Regions from separate parts of the Macaca fascicularis genome. Here region 2 is linked to region 1. A link is a contact called in public Hi-C data. All regions are on one chromosome and are shown on one strand. Each heading gives the region's core, a stretch centred on a gene start, on an enhancer-like site or on the middle of the called end of the contact. The rest is flanking DNA. Distances are from core to core; before and after follow the strand shown. Region 1 holds the start of RPL7L1 (ribosomal protein L7 like 1). Region 2 holds the start of LOC102138620 (V-type proton ATPase 16 kDa proteolipid subunit c-like).

Region 1 (6,497 bases), core at 3,579-6,078:
TGCCTGGAATGCTATGGAAACACAGAGACAGTCCCTGAACTTGTGTGTGTTTCAGGGGCTGAGGGAGTGGTGGTATGCAGGTCTACGCATGTCCAGCTAAGGAAGCTGGATACGCTTTTACGGGCAGTAAAAGCTACTGAAGATTTTAAGTAGAAGAGACAAGACCAGATTTCTTTCTGACAATCACCAAGGGCAGTGTATGGGATAGATCACAGTATGACACTAGAGGCAAGGAAATCCAGGAGGAAGGTTAATACAATAGTTTAGGAAAAATACGAGCAGTGGTAGAAGGCTACAAAGGACAGAGCTCATAAAAATATGCAAAAGTCACAGGTTTCTGGTTTGGGTGATTGGGTAGGGGAAACAGCAAGTAGAGTTGCACATGAGGTGGGCAGGGGGTTGCGAAAATTCCACTAACTGAGGAAAAATGTCTCCCCTTCACTGAATATGCTTCATCCACTCAGCCTTGTTTCAGTTCCTAGAATGCCTTGCTTTCCCCACCTCAGGACTTCAGCACATATGCCTGGAAAGTCTCCCAACACTGGTGAACGCCTTTCACATCTTTCAGGTCTCAGGTAGAAGTTCCTGCTTTAGAGAGGGTGTCCTCAACCCCTTCTCCCTAGTGAGCACTTATTTTCAAGTCTATCTGTCTAAGGTCTTCCAAATATTGCAGACTAAATTGTGCTCTACCCTGACATCCCAGCATGACTTGGCTGAGTGGCTTGGGGCTTATCATCTCCCTAGAAAGGGGTCTAAAGCTTAAGCAACGGTTTGCCCCAGCCTCACGCAATTAGAAAGACACCAGTTCCTTACCTTTCGATGCGTACAACAAAGGCCAAGGAATGTTTGTCTGGCAATTCCAAGGCATGAGGTTTCACTTCTAGTCGTCTGAGACGCACCTTGTCACGTTTCTGCCGCCAGGAATCATGTAGGAATGATTCCAGTCGCTTAAACCTGAGCCCTTTTCCTTTCCTCTGCTACAGAGAAGACAGACCATCATTATCATCTTGTGCCTCCATACATTTTTACTTTTAAAACAGTAATTCATGAGTGACAACTGATAGAGCTTATTTCCCCGTGTTCTACAATGCAGGGCAAAGCAGTATTCTCTATTTTCATATAAGGGAAAAATGAAAAACCAAAGTAAAGGTGGAGTTGAGTAAACTTGGGAATTACTGGGAAAAATAATTAACAAACAAAAAATTAGTTTGCATGATATTAATCAATGCTTACTAACAAGCTTCCTTAAACTCAACGCCAGCATTTGCCTGCAGGTGTTAAATATTTGCTAAAGGAAGACATACACCATATACACTTGGTGCTCTGCATCCGTGATTTAACCAACCCCAGATGGAAAATACTTCTGAGGAGCACATACACAGTGGCTCACCTGTAGTCCCAGCTACTCAGGAGGCTGAGGCAGGAGGTTCTCTTGAACCCAGGAATTCAAGGCTGCAATGAGCTATGATCCTGCCACTGCACTTAGTCTGGGTAACAGAATACCTCATTCTTTTTTTTTTTTTTTTTTGAGATGGAGTCTCGCTCTGTCACCCAGGCTGGAGTGCAGTGATGCGATCTCGGCTCACTGCAACCTCTGCCTCCTGGGTTCAAGCAATTTTCCTGCCTCAGCCTCCCAGGTAGCTGGGATTACAGGTATGTGCCACCACACCTGGCTAATTTTTATATTTTTAGTAGAGATAGGGTCACCTTGTTGGCCAGGTTGGTCTCGAACTCCTGACTTCAGGTGATCCACCTGCCTCAGTCTCCCAAAGTGCTGGGATAACAAGCGTGACCCACCATACCTGGCCAAAGACCCCACTTTTTTTTTTTTTTGAGACAGGGTCTCGCTCTGTCACTCAGGCTGGAGTGCAGTGGCACAATCTTGGCTCACTGCAACCTCCGCCTCCCGGGTTCAAGCAATTCTTCTGCCTCACTTCCTGAGTAGCTAGGATTACAGGCACATGCCACAGCGCCCGTCTAATGTTTTGTATTTGTAGTAGAGATGTGGTTTCACCATGTTGGCCAGGCTGGTCTCGAACTCCTGACCTCAAGTAATCCACCTGCCTCGGCCTCCCAAAGTATTGGGATTACAGGCGTGAGCCACTGCGCCCTGCTGACCTCTTAAAAAAAAAAAAAGAAAAAAAAAAGAAAAAAAATTCGGGAAAAAAATGAAAAAAAAAAAAAAACAGTAAAAAGTAATACAAATTTTAAAAATACATTATGTACACTGTATTAGCTATCAGTAACCCAGGCCAGGCAGGGTGGCTCAGGTCTATAATCCCAGCACTTTGAGAGGCCAGTGGGTGGATCACTTGAGGCCAGGAGTTTGAGACCAGCATGGCCAACATGTTAAAACATCTCTACTAAAAATACAAAAATTAGCCAGTGGCCATGTGGGGTGGCTGATGCCAGTAATCGCAGCACTTTGGGAGGCCGAGGTGGGTAGATCACTTGAGTCCATGAGTTCCAGACCAGCCTGGTCAACATGGTGAAACCTCGTCTCTACTAAAAATACAAAAATTAGCAGGGCATGGTGGCACATCCTTGTAATCCCAGCTACTCGGGAGGCTGGCGCAGGAGAATCGCTTGAACCCGGGAGGCGGAGGTTGTGGTAAGCCGAGATCACATCCCTGTACTCCAGCCTGGGAGACAGGTGAGACTCTGTCTCAAAAACAAAACAAAATTAAATTAAATAAAAAAAAAAATTAGCCGAGTGTGGTGGCTAATTTAGCTAAAATTAGTCACATGCCTGTAATCCTAGCTACTTGGTTGACTGAGGCAGGAGAATTGCTTGAGCCCAGTAGGCAGAGGTTGCAGTGAGTCGAGACTGTGTCACTGCACTCCAGAACACAGTGAGACTCTTGCCTCAAAAAAAAAAAAAAAAAAAAAAGCTATTAAGTAATCCAAAGAGAATTTAAATTACATAGGCGGAAGGAGTACAGATGATATGCAAATACCACAACCATTTTATATAAGGGACTTCAGCAGTCTCAGATTTAGGCATCTGTGGGAGTCCTGGAACCAACCCCCTAAGGACACTGAGAGACAACGATACCTGGTTTGTCAAACTGTTGCGGGGAGCTCGTAAATACCAAATGTAGTCCAACACATGCTGGATAAAACTCACCTAATACAAATTCTAATTACTTTATCTTGGTTCCCCACCATTACCTCCTTCTTTGCCAAAAGTGCCTGCTTTGCCTGGGTGGCTTTGAGGGCTTGATAAGCCTTCCTCTTTTTCAGCAGATTTTCTGGAACCAAAGGGATTTTTCTTTGCCTGATGCAGAAAATTGAGATCAGAGATAACATTTAGAAAACGAACACTTGAGGCCGGGCGCGGTGGCTCAAGCCTGTAATCCCAGCACTTTGGGAGGCCGAGACGGGCGGATCACAAGGTCAGGAGATCGAGACCAGCCTGGCTAAATACGGTGAAACCCCGTCTCTACTAAAAAATACAAAAAACTAGCCGGGTGAGGTGGCGGGTGCCTGTAGTCCCAGCTACTCGGGAGGCTGAGGCAGGAGAATGGCATAGACCCGGGAGGCGGAGCTTGCAGTGAGCTGAGATGCGGCCACTGCACTCCAGCCTGGTCGACAGAGCAAGACTCCGTCTCAAAAAAAAAAAAGAAAAAGAAAAAGAACACTTGGCTGGGCGCGGTGGCTCAAGCCTATAACCCCAGCATTCTGGGAGGCCGAGGTGGGGGGGGGATATCACCTGAGGTCAGGAGTTCGAGACCAGCCTGACCAACATGGTGAAACCCCTGTTTCTACCAAAAATAAAAAATTAGCTTGGCGGGGTGGCGCACGCCTGTAATCTCGGCTACTCCGGAGGCTGAAGCAGGAGAATCGCTTGAATCCGGGAGGCGGAGGTTGCAGTGAGCCGAGATTTCGACACTGCACTCCAGCCTGGGCGACATAGCAAGATTCCGTCTCAAAAAAACAACAACAACAACAAAAAAAACGAACATTCAATGGATTTCCAAACCAAGTCAATATCCTGGGCTTCAGGGAACATTACTGTTTTCAAGTGTCTGAAGAAAGATTCCCCTGAAACCTGCGGTTTCTGACTCCAGGCCTCAAAATGTACCCCTAATATTCACTCATCCCCAATGCCTCAAAAAGTAAAGAGCCCTTTAGCCTCTGCGTTCCTGTAAGTTAACAGGATTTTCACTGCCACAGCTCTTCATAGGCACTAGCAGCGACGAATCTAGTAAAACCCCATGGGGTTGGGGTGGGTGCAGACCTATCTGCAGGGTTAATACTTGTCAGGCTGGGTGAATTCAACTGTGGCACTCCAGCCCGCTGCCTGAAGTCAATCCTCGCCTCTCTAGATAACCCGAAATTGACCGCGGTCCCCTCCCTCCTCCGCCACAGCGCTACGGCTTCTCATCCCCACCCTTTGTAAACTGTGGCCTTTTCTATTCCTAGAGCCCACAAGAATCCGCCACCGAGGCATAAACACCGTGGATGGCACCAGATACTCAACACCCAATTCCAGATATTCAAAGCCCCACTCACTCTTGCTCCGCCATCTTTCTAGTGGTGCAGCTACTGATCATGCGCAACCCCAACACATGCGGAAGACAGCACTCGCTCTGTTTCCTTGACCATAGAGATGTCTGTTCTAACTCACGCTGGAGGACCCAGACAGTCAGCGGTCACTTAGCCGCAGTGAGCCGCTGAGGTCCTGCTAACCCCGATTCCTGCCAAAAGTTGCAGCGCTTCCAGGGTTTTTAGAGCCTGTATCATTTTCAAAACCCAGCCCTTTTTTTTGTAAGTTACAGTTTCATCACAAACAGCTTGGCTGTGGACAATGAAGTGCTTCCCACAATGCACCTATGGCGTCCGCTCTAGCGAAGGCGCCGCACTTCCGGCGCGGCTCTGCTGCGTCTCTGAGGAGGAAGACAGACAAATTGCGGGAAACCTTTTCGCTCTGTGGAAAAATTTGGAGGCTATGGTTTTGGCTCTCACATGTAGGTGCAAGTGTTTATTGAGGACTTAGAGTGGTAAAACAGGTAGCTGCGATTCCGTCAGCTTGGCTCCGTCGATGGATCCTTGAAGACGTTATTTAACCCCTCTGTACTGCGGCTTCATTACCCATAAAATGGGTATACAGTAATAATAGGTCTACCTAATGGCGTTACGAGGATTACAGGAGATTATATAAAGCGTAAAGCGTTTAGCAGTGTCTGTCAGCACTATGTTTGTTACTATTACTGCTGGACCGAAAACTACAACTTGCTTCCTTGCCATCTAAAACCGTTATACAGACCGGGCGCGGTGGCTCACGCCTGTAATCCCAGCACTTTAGGAGGCCAAGGCGGGAGGATCACCTTAGGTCAGGAGTTCGAGACCAGCCTGGCCAACATGGCGACAGAGCAAGACTCCGTCTCAAAAAAAAAAAAAAAAAAAAAGGAATGAAAATAAAACCCTTATACAGCTGTCATCACCTGGAATATGCATTCTTCCCTCCCGGTCTATATAAAATCCTGAAAAAGTAGGCCGGAGCCGGTGGCTTTCACCTGTAATCCCAGCACTTTGGGAGGCCAAAGCAGGTGGATCACTTGAGGTCAGGAGTTGGAGACCAGCCTGGCCAAGATGGTGAAACCCCGTCTCTACTAAAAATACAAAAAATTAGCTGGGCGTGGTGGCTCGCGCCTGAAGTCTCGGGAGGCGGAGGCTGCATGAGCCCAGTTTGTGCCACTGCACTCCAGCCTGGGCGACAGAGCGAGAGTGTCTCAAAAAAATAAAAAAATAATTTTTTTAAATTAAAAATCCTGAAAAACAACACAAGTCTTATCTCCGCAAACCTCCAGAGCAGCGCTTCTCAAGCATTAATAGTGAATAGGAGTCATCTGAAGATTTTACTAAAATACAGATTTTTATTCAGGAAGCCGGGTGGGGAGTTGATATTCTGCATTTTTTTTTTTTTTTTTTGAGACGGAGTCTCGCGCTGTGTCACCCAGGCTGGAGTGCAGTGGGGCGATCTCGGCTCACTGCAAGCTCCGCCTCCCAGGTTCACGCCATTCTCCTGCCTCAGCCTCCGAGTAGCTGGAACTACAGGCGCCCGCCACTACGCCCGGCTAGTTTTTTGTATTTTTAGTAGAGACGGGGTTTCACCATGTTAGCCAGGATGGTCTCGATCTCCTGACCTCGTGATCCACCCGCCTCGGCCTCCCAAAGTGCTGGGATTACAGGCTTGAGCCACCGCGCTCGGCCTTTTTTTTTTTTTTTTTTTGAGATGGAGTCTTGCTTTGTCCCCCAGGCTGGAGTGCAGTGGCATGATCTCGGCTCTCTGCAAGCTCTGTCTCCCGGGTTCACGCCATTCTCCTGCCTCAGCCTCCCGAGCAGCTGGGACTACAGGCGCCCACCACCATACCTGGCTAATTTTTTGAATTTTTCGTAGAGACGGGGTTTCACCGTGTTAGCCAGGATGGTCTCGATCTCCTGACCTTGTGATCCGCCCGCCTCAGCCTCTCAAAGTGCTGGGATTACAGGCG
Region 2 (6,607 bases), core at 3,901-6,400, 160 kb after region 1:
TCTTGATCTTGTGATCCGCCCGCCTCGGGCTCCCAAAGTGCTGGGATTACAGGCGTGAGCCACCACGCCTGGCCAACTTTTGTATTTTAATAGAGACGGGGTTTCACTACTTTGGCCAGGTTGGTCTCGAACTTTTGACCTCCTGATCCACCTGCCTCGGCCTCCCAAAGTGCTGGGATTACAGGTGTGAGCCACCGCGCCTGGCCCATAAAACCGTAACAGTTTTTACACTAATACTGAAAACATTCTAAAGGACAAACTTCAGAAAAAGGGAAAATAACCCTCGGGAAGGAGACACACAGGAAAAAATAGTGAGCAGGGACATTGATAAACATGTAGCACGTTTAAACAAATGTTGACTTATAAAAAAAAATGACATTTATGGTTTGGCACGGAGGCTCACACCTAGAATCTGAGCACATTTGTGAGGTCGAGGCCAGCAGATCACCTGAGGCCAGGAGTTCAAGACCAGCCTAGCCAACATGGGAAAACCCAGCCTCTACTAAAAATATAAAAATTAGCCAGCGTGGTGGTCCATGACTGTAATTCCAGCTACTTGGGAGGCTGAGGCAGGAGAATTGCTTGAATTCTGGAGGTGGAGGTTGCAGTGAGCCAAGATCATGCCACTGCACTGTAGCCTGGGTAACAGAGTGAGACTGTCTCCAAAAAAAAAAAAAAAAAGAAACATTCAAACAACACAGTGACACATTTTAAAAAGAGCACTGGCCTTGGGCAATGGCTCATGCCTGTAATCCCAGTGCTTTGGGAGGCCGAAGCAGGCGGATAACCTGAGGTCAGGAGTTTGAGACCAGCCTGGCCAAGATAGTGAAACCCCATCTCCAATAAAAATACAAAAATTAGCTGGGCACCATGGCAGGCGCCTGTAATCCCAGCTACTCAGAAGGCTGGGCAGATAATCGCTTGAACCTGGGTGGCAGAGGTTGTAGTGAGCCGAGCATGCCACTGCACTGTAGCCTGGGTGACAGGGTGAGACTATCTCCAAAAAAAAAAAAAAAAAAAAGAGCTTTGCACCCAATTGGTATATGAGACACACTTTTTTTCCCAAACACTTGTGGAATATTGACCACAGGACAATTAGCCACAAACTAGGTCACAGAGCAAGTCTCAGATTTTTTTTTTTCTAGGTTTGGTATTGTACATGTTATGTTCTCTCACTACAGTGCAACTTTTTTATATTTATATTTTTTATTTCTTTATTTTTATTTTGTTTTTATAGAAACAGGGTCTCACTGTGTTGCTCAGGCTGGTCTCAAACTCCTTAGGGTTATACCCTAGAGAAAATTCTGCACAACGGCAGATATCCACAAATGTGGTGGTGGTGGTTGTTGTTGTTGTTTTGAGACGGGGTCTCACTCTGTCATTCAGGCTTGAGTGCAGTGGCTCAATCACTGCTCACAGCAGCCTCAATCTCCCAGGCTCAAGTGATCCTCATACCTCAGTCATGAGTAGCCGGGACCGCAGGTGCATACCACCACGCACAGCTAATTTTTGTATTTTTTGTACAGACATGGTTTCACTATGTTGCCCAGGCTGGTCTTCAACTCCTGGGCTCAAATGATCCTGCCTTGGCCTCCCAAATTGCTACGATTACAGTTGTGAGCCACTGTGTCCAGCCAGAAATGTTGAACGAGCTCTATGCTTTAAAGTAAAACTCTAGAAATCACCTATGTATCTCCTGGCAGAAGAATGTATACTATGTGGTATGTTCTATATATGACAATGAACTATAGCTACATGCAACATGTGTGTCTCTTAAAACATGTTGACTGAAAATAGAGCAGATCCCTGAAGACCATCTACACAGTATCATACAATTGTTGTAAATCTCAAAAACATCAAAAATTTGTTTGTAGGGAAGCACTTAATGATTTTTATGTGAAAAAGAAAAAGCTGGCTGGGTGCAGCGGCTCATGCCTGTAATCCCAACACTTTGGGAGGCTGAGGCGGGCAGGTCATCTGATGTCAGGTGTTCAAGACCAGCCTGGCCAACATGGTGAAACCCTGTCTCTGCTAAAAAATTAGCTGGGCATGGTGGCGGACACCTGTAGTCCCAGCTACTCGGGAGGTTGAGGCAGGAGAATCGCTTGAACCTGGGAGGTGGAGGTTGTGGTGAGCCAAGATTGCACCATTGCACTCCTGCCTGGGCAACAAGAGCCAAACTCTGTCTCAAAAAAAAAAAAAAAAAAAAAAAAGAAAAGAAAAGAAAGAAAACGAAAAAGCTAAGGTGTTCAGATTAATGGTGACCTCTTGAGTGGGAGGGAGAGTGCATTAGTTAGCTGTGGCTGCTATGACAGAATACCATAGACTGAGCAGCTTGAGCACCAGGCATTTATTTTCTCACAGTTCTGGAGGCTGAAGTCCAAGAGGAAGGTGCCAGCAGGGTTGGTTTCTGTCAAGGCCTCTCTCCCTGGCTTGCAGATGGGTCTTCTCATGGTGTCCTCACATGGCCTTTCCTCAGTACTGGCTTGGGGAAAGCTCTGGTCTCTTTCTTTCCTTTTATTTTTATTTTGAGACAGGGTCTCGCTCTGTCACTGAGGCTGGAGTGCAGTGGCAAAGTCTCAGCTAACTGCAACCTCCACCTCCTAGGCTCAAGCGATCCTTCCACCTCAGCTTCCCAAGTACAGGCATTTGCCACCATGCCTGTTTAATTTTTGTACTTTTTGTAGAGATGGGGTTTTGCCATGTTGCCCAGGATGGTCTCAAATGTCTGACCTCAAGTGATCTCCCTGATCTTGGCCTCCCAAAGTGCTGGGATTACAGGCGTAAGTCACTGCACGTGGCCCCTTTTCTCTCTTTTTTTTCTTTTCTTTTCTTTCTCTTTCTCTTTCCTTCCTTCCTCCCTCCCTCCCTCCCTCCACTCCTTCCTTCCTTCCTTCTCTTTCTTTCTTCCTCCCTCCCTTCCGTCATCCCCGCTGCTGCTGCCGCCGCCTCCTCCTCCTCCTCCTCCTCCTCCTTCTTCTTCTTCTTCCTCTTCTCTCTCTTTCTTTTTTTGTTTTGAGACAGAGTCTTGCTCTGTTACCCCAGGCTGGAGTGCAGTGGCACGATTTTGGCTCATTGCAACCTCCACCTCCCGGGTTCAAGTGATTCTCCTGTCTCAGCCTCCTCAGTAGCTGGGACTACGGGCGTGAGCCACCATGCCTGGCTAATTTTTTTGTATTTTTAGTAGAGACAGGGTTTCACCATATTGGCCAGGATGGTCTTGAACTCCCGACCTCAAGTGATCTGCCCGCCTCTGCCTCCCAAGGTGCTGGAATTACAGGTGTGAGTCATCATGCCCAGCCTCTCTTTCTTTCTCCCCTCCCTCCCTCCCTCCCTCCCTCCCTCCCTCCCTCCCTTCCTTCCTTCCTTCCTTCCTTCCTTCCTTCCTTCCTTCCTTCCTTCCTTCCTTCCTTCCTTCCTTCCTTCTTTCCTTCCTTCCTTCCCCTCTCTCTTTCTTTCCAGGTTGGGGTGCAGTGGCCAGATCAGGGCTCACTGCAACCTCCACCTCCCGGATTCAAGCAATTCTTGTGCTTCAGCCTCCCGAGTAGCTGGAGTAGCCTGCTACCACACAGGCTAAGTTTTGTAATTTTTGTAGAGACGAGGTTTCACCATGTTGGCCAGGCTGGTCTCAAACTCCTGACCTCATGCGATCTGCCCACCTCAGCCTCCCAAAGTGCTGGGATTACAGGAGTGCCGGGCCACCATGCCTGGCCAAGAAAAACGGTATAATGTCGTTATTATAACAGCATTAATGGTTATTTCTCCCCGCCCCCCGCCCCAAATTCGAGAACTTTATTGGACAGAGCTGTGCGCAGGGCCAAGGGCCTGGCAGCCAGGGTGGCTCCATCCTGGAAGTCTCAGCAACAGGAACCCACAAGGCCACACTCTAGCTAAGGTTATAGATAGCTGGGAGACCAGAGCCTCTCCGCAGACGCGGGAACAGGCCAGATCTTCATAAACAGATATCCAGTAAAGAGAAATGACAACTCTAAGTCACCTGCATACACAGAGCACTCTAGCGGGTGGGGCGCTGGGGGCCTGGAGGGGCGATGAGTGGGCCCAGATGTCCACGGCACGGGGCGGGCGGGGGCAAGGCCGGGGCAACAGACAACGGGCACTAGGACACTGCGAATGTACAAGATCAACTACTGGGGGCCGCGGCCCTGTGCGCGTGCGGCAGGCTCTTCGTTTTGGAATGAGGAGGGGTGGTCTTTACATCTTATTCTGTGGCTGGTGGGCTCGGAGAGGGGCTACTCTGTGGAGTGGATGAGGGCAACGATGAGACCATAGAGGCCGAGTACCTCGGCGAAGATGAGGGTCAGGATCATGCCCATGAATAATCGGGGCTGCTGGGCCGTGGCTCGTACACCGGCGTTCCGCACAATACCGACGGCAAAGCCGGCTGCCAGGCCGCTCGGGCCCACCCTCAGGCCGGCGCTTAGCTGGAGGGAGCTCCTGTGGAGGCTGATGTCGTCATTCAGGGAGCTGGCGATGAGGACTGCCACCACCAGGCCATAGATGGCAATGATGCCAGCCATGACCACTGGGACGATGGACTTCATGATCAGCTCCGGCCGCATGGCCGCGATGCCGGCGCGGCTCTTGACCGTGCCATAGGCAGCGCGCGGGGCGCTGCAGACCATGGCGGCCGAGGCGCCCATGACGGCGAAAAACGAAGCATACTCAGGGCGGTTATTGGACTCAGACATTGTCTGCGGGTGGGGAGGGGGCGAGCTCTGCGGACCGAGGCGGAGGCGGGGGCTAGGACTGGCCGGGCGCTAAGGCTAGCACGCGGGCGGCGGCGAAGGCGATCAGCATTAATGGTACTTCTAAAGAAGAAAAGTGAACCATCCTTAATTCCGCTAATCTCTTCTATTATCTCTATAATAGATGTCTCGCATCTAGACTCATATCCGTTGGTCCGGAAGCAGGAAGGAGCCCTCCCTTCTCTGACAGATAAATTACTGCTTCCTTTGCAGTCCACTTTTCTCTGCTTGTTCGTCGCCATAGCTTGCCTTGATTCGTACTTGAAAGGTTTGGCCAGGGACATTTCTGATGTGTCTGTTCTTTTTCTGTTACTTTTCTGGGTAATTTAACATGCTGGGGATGCGAGCACGTTAAATTTCCATCCATTGAAACCATTCTATTTCTGGCCACCAGGGGGCATCCACAGACTTGCTATTGGGCTCAGCGCCGCCCTCGTATTTACAACCTCAAGGTCATTTCAGGAGAAAGAGGTGCCTGACTAATCGGGTTATCCTTGTAGAGCTATTTTAAAATTTTGTTTCTGGTTTCTACATTAAATCTTTCTTTCTCTTCTTCCCTCTGATTTTCTCTTGTCTGCACGTGTGCTTCTAAGAGGCTGGCTATGATAGCAGTCACAGTCATCTACATCCTATTTACTGCAGGACAATCGTCTTCCGAATTTTTTTTTCCGTAGAAGGTATTAGTCCTGTGGTTGTCTGAACACCCCCTTTTGGAAAAAGCAAAACAAAACGAAACAACTTCAAATATGGCAGCAATTCTTTTCAATGTCCTTGATGATAAAGAGTTGAAATCCTTTGATAATCCAAAGCTATTAGAAGCCAACATTGGCTGTTAGAAGAGTGATCACTTTGGGTAATATTGTTTTTGACCCAAAATGCTGTGTGACAATAGTATAACAAGAATGTTTCCCCATATGGCTCAGGACCTGGCTTTGGAAGTCACTCCCAATTGGAGTCCAGACTTGGGCTGAGCAATGGAACAAGTGCTTTGTTTTCCAAGGTGACTGTTGGATGGGAAAACTCACGTCTCATTGCTTAGTTCTCACAGCTCCTCTGCCTGTGGAGAATACTCCTCTGATTTACATAGTGATTTGGAGACTTTGAAGAGGAGTGTGTGGGTGGTGAGTCTGGTGTAGGGGAATCAGTGCACATAAGGGAAGAAAAGAGATTCTGGATTAGAGATTTGACCCACTTGCCACCAAGAGCTCATAGGCCTCATATTCTAATCATGAAACCCTTTTTGGTATTAGGTGGACAGGAATTTGATGACAAGATTGGTTTGTTCTCTCTCTTTTTTTTTTTTTTTGAGATGGAGTCTTGCTCTGTCACCCAGGCTGGAGTACAGTGGTGTGATCTCAGCTCACTGCAACCTCTGCCTCCTGGGTTCAAGCAGCTCTCATGCCTCAGCCAGCCTCTGGGAGTATAGTTGGGATTACAGGTGCCTGCCACCGTGCCCAGCTATTTTTTTTTTTTTTTTTGTATTTTTAGTAGAAATGGGGTTTTACCATGTTGGCCAGGCTTGTCTTGAACTCCTGACCTCAAGTGGTCCACTTGCCTTGGCCTCTCAAAGTGCTGGGATTACAGGCATGAGCCACTGCACGTGGCCTTGGTTTGTTCTTAAAAGCCCTTATACTTATGCACAGGCTGTTCTGAGAAGTGAGATTATTGGGTCTTTGGGAATTTTAATGCATTTTAAATTTTAGGGTGGGTGAGGTGGCTCACACCTGTAATCCCAGCAGTTTGGGAGGTTGAGGCAGAAGGATTGCTTGAACCCAGGAGTTTGAGATCAACCTGGGCAACACAGCAAGACTCCATCTCTAAATTTTTTTTTTTTAAATTAT

The links. Hi-C and Micro-C count contacts between places; a contact is called where the count stands out from the background.
Region 2: a Hi-C map of liver shows a contact between it and region 1, with 2.7 times the contacts expected there. The contact joins the promoter of LOC102138620 here to the promoter of RPL7L1 in region 1. A contact is called at or near these places in 2 of 2 Hi-C or Micro-C datasets (liver and skeletal muscle).

What each region holds. Positions count from the first base shown.
Region 1 is chr4:128,657,443-128,663,939 of T2T-MFA8v1.1, forward strand. It overlaps RPL7L1 (ribosomal protein L7 like 1), which reads right to left and starts at 4,829. Exons shown (of 7, transcript XM_005552976.5): 1 at 4,516-4,829; 2 at 3,172-3,277; 3 at 814-977. The coding sequence starts at 4,556.
Region 2 is chr4:128,820,031-128,826,637 of T2T-MFA8v1.1, forward strand. It overlaps LOC102138620 (V-type proton ATPase 16 kDa proteolipid subunit c-like), which reads right to left and starts at 5,151. Exons shown (of 1, transcript XM_015449400.4): 1 at 3,776-5,151. The coding sequence starts at 4,709. The coding sequence ends at 4,251.